Linked DNA regions of Sus scrofa: region 1 is linked to region 2. The links are chromatin contacts, called in public HiChIP or PLAC-seq maps. All regions are on one chromosome and are shown on one strand. Each heading gives the region's core, a stretch centred on a gene start, on an enhancer-like site or on the middle of the called end of the contact. The rest is flanking DNA. Distances are from core to core; before and after follow the strand shown. Region 1 holds the start of FTH1 (ferritin heavy chain 1). Region 2 has its middle 33 kb from the start of INCENP.

Evidence for each region. HiChIP or PLAC-seq counts read pairs in DNA pulled down with a chosen protein or histone mark.
Region 1: an H3K27ac HiChIP or PLAC-seq map of alveolar macrophages shows a contact between it and region 2, with 4 times the contacts expected there. The contact joins the promoter of FTH1 here to the enhancer-like site in region 2. A contact is called at or near these places in 3 of 5 promoter capture datasets (fetal liver and liver), 10 of 47 Hi-C or Micro-C datasets (alveolar macrophages, blood, brain and 7 more) and 2 of 2 datasets of contacts at active chromatin or transcription factors (alveolar macrophages and skeletal muscle).

What each region holds. Positions count from the first base shown.
Region 1 is chr2:9,533,904-9,537,652 of Sscrofa11.1, reverse strand. It overlaps FTH1 (ferritin heavy chain 1), which reads right to left and starts at 2,483. Exons shown (of 5, transcript NM_213975.1): 1 at 2,405-2,483; 2 at 2,199-2,337; 3 at 535-681; 4 at 95-220. The coding sequence starts at 2,312.
Region 2 is chr2:9,476,682-9,480,856 of Sscrofa11.1, reverse strand. No RefSeq gene overlaps it. Among named protein-coding and RNA genes, the nearest start is that of INCENP, 33 kb to the right of the region's middle. Within about 2 kb of position 2,761, at least 8 of the 83 cell types and tissues checked have an H3K27ac peak or open chromatin away from gene starts, as enhancers often do. A contact at or near this core is called in alveolar macrophages, where this site is marked.

The DNA.
Region 1 (3,749 bases), core at 1,234-3,733, 57 kb before region 2:
AAAAGACAACGGGGAAGAGAGTTACTGGCGAGCCTTCCCAGGCCCCGAGGTAAATGACTTCCTCCTCCTCCTCCCAGGTTGCCTCAATACTCACGTGGGGGTCATTTTTGTCAGTGGCCAGTTTGTGCAGTTCCAGCAGGGACTGATTCACGTTTTTTTCCAAGTGCAGCGCACATTCCATGGCAGTCAGCCCATTCTCCCAGTCATCGCGCTCCGGTTTCTGAACGAGAAGGAGCCAAGTCAATGCACCTGCAGCCTCTACCTTTAAACCCAAGTCAGCAAGCACCTAACGTGTAAGCACTGTGCTTGGCGAAAGGAATATCCAAGCTTCCCCGACAACAGTTTCTATTTTACTATCCTTGCCCGTTACCATCTGCCCACTTTAGACGATAGGCCCACAACAGCACAAAAGCCACAAGCCACAAGCCCAACGTATCTGCGTCTTGATAAGAGCAACTGCTCAGGTCTGTGCCTTCTGCCACCTGAGGAGCGCCAGACACATCAGGCACGACAACCCTGGAATCTTTTGTTCACCTTGATATCCTGAAGGAAGATTCGGCCACCTCGTTGGTTCTGCAGCTTCATCAGTTTCTCAGCATGTTCCCTCTCCTCATGAGATTGATGAAGAAAGTATTTGGCAAAGTTCTTCAAAGCCACATCATCGCGGTCAAAATAGTATGACTGAAAAGTGAAAACAGGAGTCTGTGAGCCTAGGCTTCCTTTCTCAAAGCCCAGCAAGAAGGGGTCTGGGTCTAAGGAGATCAGAGCAGGCTGCGTTGCTGCATCGAACTAAACAGTCATTAGTTCTCACTCCTAAGGGCAAAAATGAAAAATGTTCACAAGGAGCATTTAGAATATCACAGGACTTGCCACCACCATGGAACATCCTCAGGATCTGTGTTAGAGCAAAGTTCTTTTTTCTTTTTTGGCCGCCTCTGGTCTGAGGAAGTTCCCGGGCCAGAGATCAGATGGGAGCCACAGCTGTGACCCTCATGAGAGTTGTGGCAGTGCTGGATCCCTAAAACCACTGTGCCAGGCCAGGGATGGAACCTAAGTCCCAACGCTCCAGACACACCGCCAACCCCATCGCGCCACAGCAGGAACTCCAAAGTTAAATTCTTACAGCCAGTGTCACATCTGGTCGAAGAGAGGAAAGTGGAGTATTTACTCCGCACTATTAGTGCTTCCTCCTTCTCCCTCCTTGATTAATCCATGTTAAAACATGAACTTGCCAGCTTACAGCCAGACCGATGCATTTCTAAAAGTACCCCACTAGGGAAGTAGACGGCTGTGGGCAACAATGTATATAAAGGCATAACAGTAGAAAGCAAAACTGGGTTCTTTTAGACCCTTGCTGGGTGTTCCTGAAATGGAAGGGCAGTCATAGAAATCCAGGCCAGTTCCAAACCCATCTGGTACCTGCCTATTCTTGGATGGTTTACGTAATGGTCAGACAATTCTACAACTCCTACCACACCGCCTAAAACCAGGAATTTGGAAAACTGACCCCTCTATGGAAAAAATGCCGGCCCTGTAACTGTGGATGGACTTTATCCAAGAACGAAGGGTTCGATTAGGCCCCAACCTTTAGACAAAAAGAATAAAGGAGGAGGTAGTCAGGCGCAAGGACGGGTGACTAAGACAACTGTGGCGGAAGGAGAGATTTCTAGAGATGTGCTTCAATTCAAGTGGGACTTGGCGATAAGCAGAGCAAACGGGTGGAGACGGCTGTTCGGGTGGTCAGCCCACTGGAGATAAAGCACTTCACACCAGCCCCCAGGGCTGCTATTCGACACCATTACCCAGCAGGCTCCGCCGTATTCTGGGGGATGGGAGCAGGACCTCTTCGCCTCCGCCCAGGATCACGTGATCGGATGCAGAGGACGGAATGGAAATGCGAAAATCCACCTTCCTAACTGCAGGATGGTACTGGCAGCAAGCGCGGCAAGGAAAAAAAAGGGGGAGGGGGGAGGGGGGTGGGCGGGCAGAGGCAGTCGGCCTACAAAGGGGCACTCCCAGGGGTCAGTCGGAAAGGGCCGACTCCTCGGAATTTCTGCGAAGTCCTGGGGGACCCGGAGCAGCCTCCATTTTCCAGAACCGCGCAGAGGCGGGAGGCGGGAGGCCCCGCCCGCTAGCCACACCCCGCCCCGCCGCCTCCGAGGCCGAGCCCGCCCCCCGCCGGCCAAGCCTGCGCTTACCATGGACAGGTAGACGTAGGAGGCATAGAGCTCCAGGTTGATCTGGCGGTTGATGGCCGCCTCCGAGTCCTGGTGGTAGTTCTGGCGCACCTGCGAGGAGCACGAGGTCGTCATGGCGGGAGGCTGAGGAGCGGTGGTGGCGGCAGCGGCGCGGGAGCGGTGGCGGTGGCCTTGGGGCGGTCCGAGGGCGCTGTGAAGAGGTGGCGAGGGCTGGCTCTGAGCGGCCGGCCGGGGCGGGTGACGAGCGCCGGGTTCCGTCCAAGCACTGTTGAAGCAGGAAACCGCAGCGACTCTCCGCGAAGACTGTGGCGCAGGTAGCGCTGGCCCGGCTCTTATATCGGCATCGGCCGTCCGCCCCGCCGCGGCCAATCACGCCGCCTGCCCGCCGCGCGGAGCCCCGCCCCTTCCGGTGGGTGCGGGCGGGGGTGGGGGGAGGCGCACTGGGATGGTGGGGGAGGGGAGGGAAGGGGTGGGGTGGCGAAGCCTGGGAGTCTTGGAACCCCGTCCCGCGCAGACGCCTTGAGGTGCGTTTCGTGGGATGAGAGAGACGACCTGAGCAAGGGCAGGAAGTCCAGCTCGGGGCTGTGACTCTATGACTCTCGGGGCTCTGACAGCCTGGGTTTTGCAACCGACGGGAAACCTTCCCTGGGGCGTCGAGGCTCTTGCAAGAGCCCAAGCGGGCACCCCGAGACTTATGGCCAAGGTCATGTTAAAAATCAGAGCGGTAGAGCTGCAGTTGCCACACTCCGAGGTGCCTGGTAATGCAAATAGGGAACCCGGAGAGTGAACGTGGGCCCGGAGTGAGGCAGAGGTCGGGCGGGGAAAGGGCCCTCTTTCAATTCCTCAAAACCTAGGAAGGGGCCCAAAGCAGGTGGGGTCGGGCCTCCTCCAGCTCTGGTGGCCCGGTCCGGCTTTGGCCGAAAGTGTACGTGGCTCCTCGTGCAGTTGCTACAACAAAGGCTGGGCGGGTCGTGTTTCCCCGAAAGACTGCCTTCCCGAGGGAGTCGTGAGCCACCAGGGTTCTGAGAAAATCGGCCGGTAGCTTACAACTCAGAGACCAAGGGGGTTAGAAAAGGAGGAAAGAAGCTGCTTGAATCTGAAAAGGATGCTGTGAGGCCATTTTGAAATGGCCGATCAAGCCCCAGGAGCTTCAGGCTCAGGCGGTTCTACAGGGAGCCACCCCCTGGGTTGTCCTTGGAGAGAAGCTGAAGGCGCGGAACATGAAGGACAGATGCCAGAGAACGTGGAGTGGCTGGGGCACTGTGTGTGGCTTGCAGCAGTGTCCCTGGCACTGAGTGGGTGCGAATTCGTGGGTGGCAGAACTGGAGCTAGGCAGACCCAATCTGCTGCCCCCAGGGTCCACGATTCTTAATCAGGCCCTTCAACACGTGGGTAGGGGACCTACCCAAGACCCTTTTCAGGATATTCACAAATGTCCAACTGTAAGCTGTACTTCTAAAAGCTTTACAACAAAAAATTAAAGGAACTTTACTAAAATAGGAAAACAAGTTGCTGGTGGAATTACAGCGATTTCTCTTGGGTCTTTATTCA
Region 2 (4,175 bases), core at 1,512-4,011:
CTCTCCAGAACATCCTCTTGCACCCTTCTGTTCGTCTGCGAAAACTCGGTTTTTATAGGAAAAAGCCTGGGTGATTATTTTTGCATTTTCAGAAATGCTCAAGGGGCAAAACCAAGGTTTAAAGATTAGAGAGGAGAGAGTTCCCGTCGTGCCTCAGTGGTTAATGAATCCGACTAGGAACCATGAGGTTGCGGGTTCAATCCCTGGTCTTGCTCAGTGGGTTAAGGATCTGGCATTGCCATGAGCTGTGGCGCAGGTCGCAGACACGGCTTGGATCTGGTGTTGCTGTGGCTCTGGTGTAGGCCGGCAGCTACAGCTCCGATTAGATTACAGCTCCCTCTGGCTCAGCCCTCAGGCCGGGCCCATCCTGCAGGAGGCTGGGAGGCTGTTGGACGCGCCCCTCCCCCAGCATCCTTTGCTTATTTGCAAACATCACAGCCCCCACGTTCAGAAGCCTCTGCTCACCCAGCCTCCTCCTCTCCCTCCAGACTGACTCGACTTCTTTCACTGTCTGCCCTACCCAGGCCGGAGGGCCAAGATCATTCTGGATTCTTCCTTCTCTTCTGCTTTCCATGGCCACCTCCTCCCTGAGTCACCAAGCCCTCTCCACCTCACCTTCTACAACCTCTCAAATGCAAAATGTTGATAACTGATGAATATGGGTGCTGGGTATAGGGAGGTTCGTTGTGCTATTCTATTGGTGTGTCAGTTTTTGGTTTTTTTTTTATTACTCAAATGAATTTATGGTGTGTCAGTTTGATTGTTTTCAAAACAGAAGGTCAAGGAGGTCCCGTCATGGCTCAGTGGTTAACGAATCCGACTGGGAACCATGAGGTTGCGAGTTCGATCCCTGGCCTCGCTCAGTGGGCTAAGTAAGGATCCAGCATTGCCATGAGCTGTGGTGTAGGTCGCAGACGTGGCTTGGATCCTGCATTGCTGTGGCTCTGGCATAGGCTGGCAGCTATAGCTCTGATTAGATCCCTAGCCTGGGAACTTTGTATGCCATGGATGCGGCCCTAGAAAAGGCAAAAAGACAAAAACCAAAAACCAAAAAAGCAAACAAAACCCAGAAGGTCAAAGTTAGCAAAAGATAAATAACATTTCTCAAAGGGGTCCCCTTGGCTCTGCTTCTTCCAGAATCCAGCCTCTTGTCATTTCTTGACAGGGTTACTTTTTTTTTTTTTTTTTTTTTTTTTCTTTTAGGGAGGACGGCACCTGTGGCATATGGAAGGTACTGGGCTAGGGATCAAATCAGAGCCACAGCTGCTGGCCTATGCCACAGCCACAGCCATGCCAGATCGCAGCTGCATCTGTGACCTACACTGCATCTTTTGGCAAGGCCTGATCATAACCCACTGAACGAGGCCAGGGATCACACCCGCATGCTCATGGATGCTTGTCAGGTTCTTAACTGGCTGAACCCTGATGGGAACTCCCAGACAACTTTTTTTTTTTTTTTTTTTTTTTGTCTTTTTGCCTTTTTTCTAGGGCCGCTCCAGCGGCATATGGAGGTTCCCAGGCTAGGGGTCGAATAGGAGCTATAGCTACTGGCCTACGCCAGAGCCACAGCAACATGGGATCCAAGCTGCGTCTGTGACCTATACCACAGCTCACGGCAACACCAGATCCTTAACCCCCTGAACAAGGCCAGGGATCGAACCCACAACCTCATGGCTCCTTGTCGGATTCATTAACCACTGAGCCACGACGGGAACTCCTCCCTGACGACTTCTTAAAGTCTCTCTGCTTTTGCCCATGCCCAGCACAACCCCAGTTTCCACCTACACCCACCAGCCACCCTTAAGTGGACAGACCTCCTTCCCTCGGCACAGAGTATATGGTGGCAGGCTCTCCACCTTCCAGCCAAGAGTTAAACAGCTTTTAATGAAAGGAGTTGCAAGACATGAGATTGACCCAGCTAAGCAGTTTGCCAGGCAGGCTTTATCCCTGTCTGGGGATCAGGACCTGCCACCTGCCATGTGTGAGGATGAGGGATTTCCTGTGCTCCTGCCGGAGAAGAAAGAAGTACAGGAGTTCCCACTGTGGCTCAGCTAGTTAAGAACCTGACTAGTATCCATTAGGATGCAGGTTTGATCCCTGGCCTTGCTCTGTGGGTTATGAGTATCTGGCATTGCTGCAAGCTGCTGTGTAGGTCACAGATGTGGCTCAGATCCTGCATTGCCGTGGCTGTGGTGTCGGCCGGCAGCTGCAGCTCCAATTCCACTCCTAGCCTAGAAAAGTCCATATGCCATAGGTTCAGCCCTAAAAAGAAAGAAAAAAAGGAATTCCTGTTGTGGCTCAGTGGAAACGAATCTGACTAGTATCCATGCGGATGCAGGTTCAATCCCTAGCCTCGCACAGGTGGTTAAAGGACCCGGCCTTGTTGTGGCTGTGGCTGTGGCGTAGGCCAGCAGCTGTAGCTCTGATTCAACCCCTAGCCTGGGAACTCCCATATGCCTCAAATGCAGCCCTAAAAAGCAAAAACAAAACAAAACCAAAAAAAAGCAAGCAAGCAAGAAATACATACATAAAAACACCACTAGCCTCTGGCCTGTGCTTTCACTTTCAGGGGAATTGAAGCATGATATCATTTTGTTTGAACCTCAAAACAGACCCTTGGGGAAAGGGGGGCAGGTTTTAAGGTTATTTCAGCCAGGTGGCCCAGGCGAGGTATGAAATAAGCACCCTCCCCTCCCCTCCCAGAGACAGGCTGACACATGTCTGGCTCAAGCAAATTAACGACCTCATTGCAATTACTCACTGGTCTGCAACATGTTCAAACGCCAACACAAACAGAGAAGAGGAGAAGCCTTGTGGGAAGAAGGAAAGCAGACACGTATTTCAGCTTATTAAGATGTATCTTTATTTTTCTATTTTATTTTTTTCTTAATGAATCGTATTACCTTTACAGGTGTACAACAGTCATCACAACCAAACCCTACGGCACGTCCATCCCAAACCCTCAGTACATCCCCCCAACCCCCAACCGGTCTCCTTTGGAAACCATAAGTTCTTCAAAGTCTGTGAGTCAGTATCTGTTCTGCAAAGAAGGATTGTGTCCTTTTTTAGATTCCATAAGTAAGTGATAGCATTTGATGTTGTTGTCTCATTGTCTGACTGACTTCACTTAGCATGATAATTTCTAGGTCCATTCATGTTGCTAACGATGCCCTCATTTCTTTCCTTTTGATGGCTGAATAATATTCCGCTGTCGATGGACATTTAGGTTGTTTCCATGTCTTGGCTATTGCAAAGAGTGCTGCAATGAACATTGGAGGACTTGTGTCTTTTCAAGTCATGGTTAAGATGTGTCTTTAAAGGCATGAATTTTTGGAGTTCCCATCGTGGCGCAGTGGTTAACAAATCCAACTAGGAATCCAACTAGGAGGTTTCAGGTTCGATCCCTGGCCTTGCTCAGTGGGTTAAGGATCCGGCGTTGCCGTGAGCTGTGGTGTAGGTTGCAGATGAGGCTCGGATCTCCCGTTGCTATGGCTCTGGTGTAGGCCGGTGGCTACAGCTTCGATTCGACCCCTAGCCTGGGAACCTCCATATGCTGCAGGAGCAGCCCTAGAAAAGGTAAAAAAGACCAAAAAAATAAAGAAAGAAAGAAGATGAGCCAAGGCCCAAAGCACGTGTGTGTGTGTGTGTGTGCGTGCGTGCACGCACGTGTGCAAAGTCACGTGCATCTCCATGACCCAGTCACATGCGCTCCCCTCCCCGCTTCTCGGATGGCACCTGCCAGGGTAGGTGGAAAAAACCTCTTTCCTTTCAAGTCCATTGTCTTCAGTGGACATTTTCAATCTTCGTAGCCCAAAGCTGAGAAAATCTACCCCCCAAGGAAGGAATCTAAGCTGAGTCTTAACTTTCTAGAAGGTACCAGGCAGCCCCGATTTGTTTACTGAACAGACTTGTCTTAACACGAATTGCTTGTGTATTCTGCTACCTGCTCATCGGTAAGTCCCTCCATTTATCCCGGAGGCACCAGCTTCCCATCTCCCTCTGCTCTTCCCTCTCGTTACCGGCACTTCCAGCTTCAAACTACTTTTTGTTCCTTTCTGCATTTAGAAAGAAAATGTGGAGAGACGGGGAATCCATACGAGGAAGCAGAGAGGGGAGGAAAAAGACACCTCCTATCACCTCTGCCCTGGATGCTGCCCACATGGCTGCCCGCATGG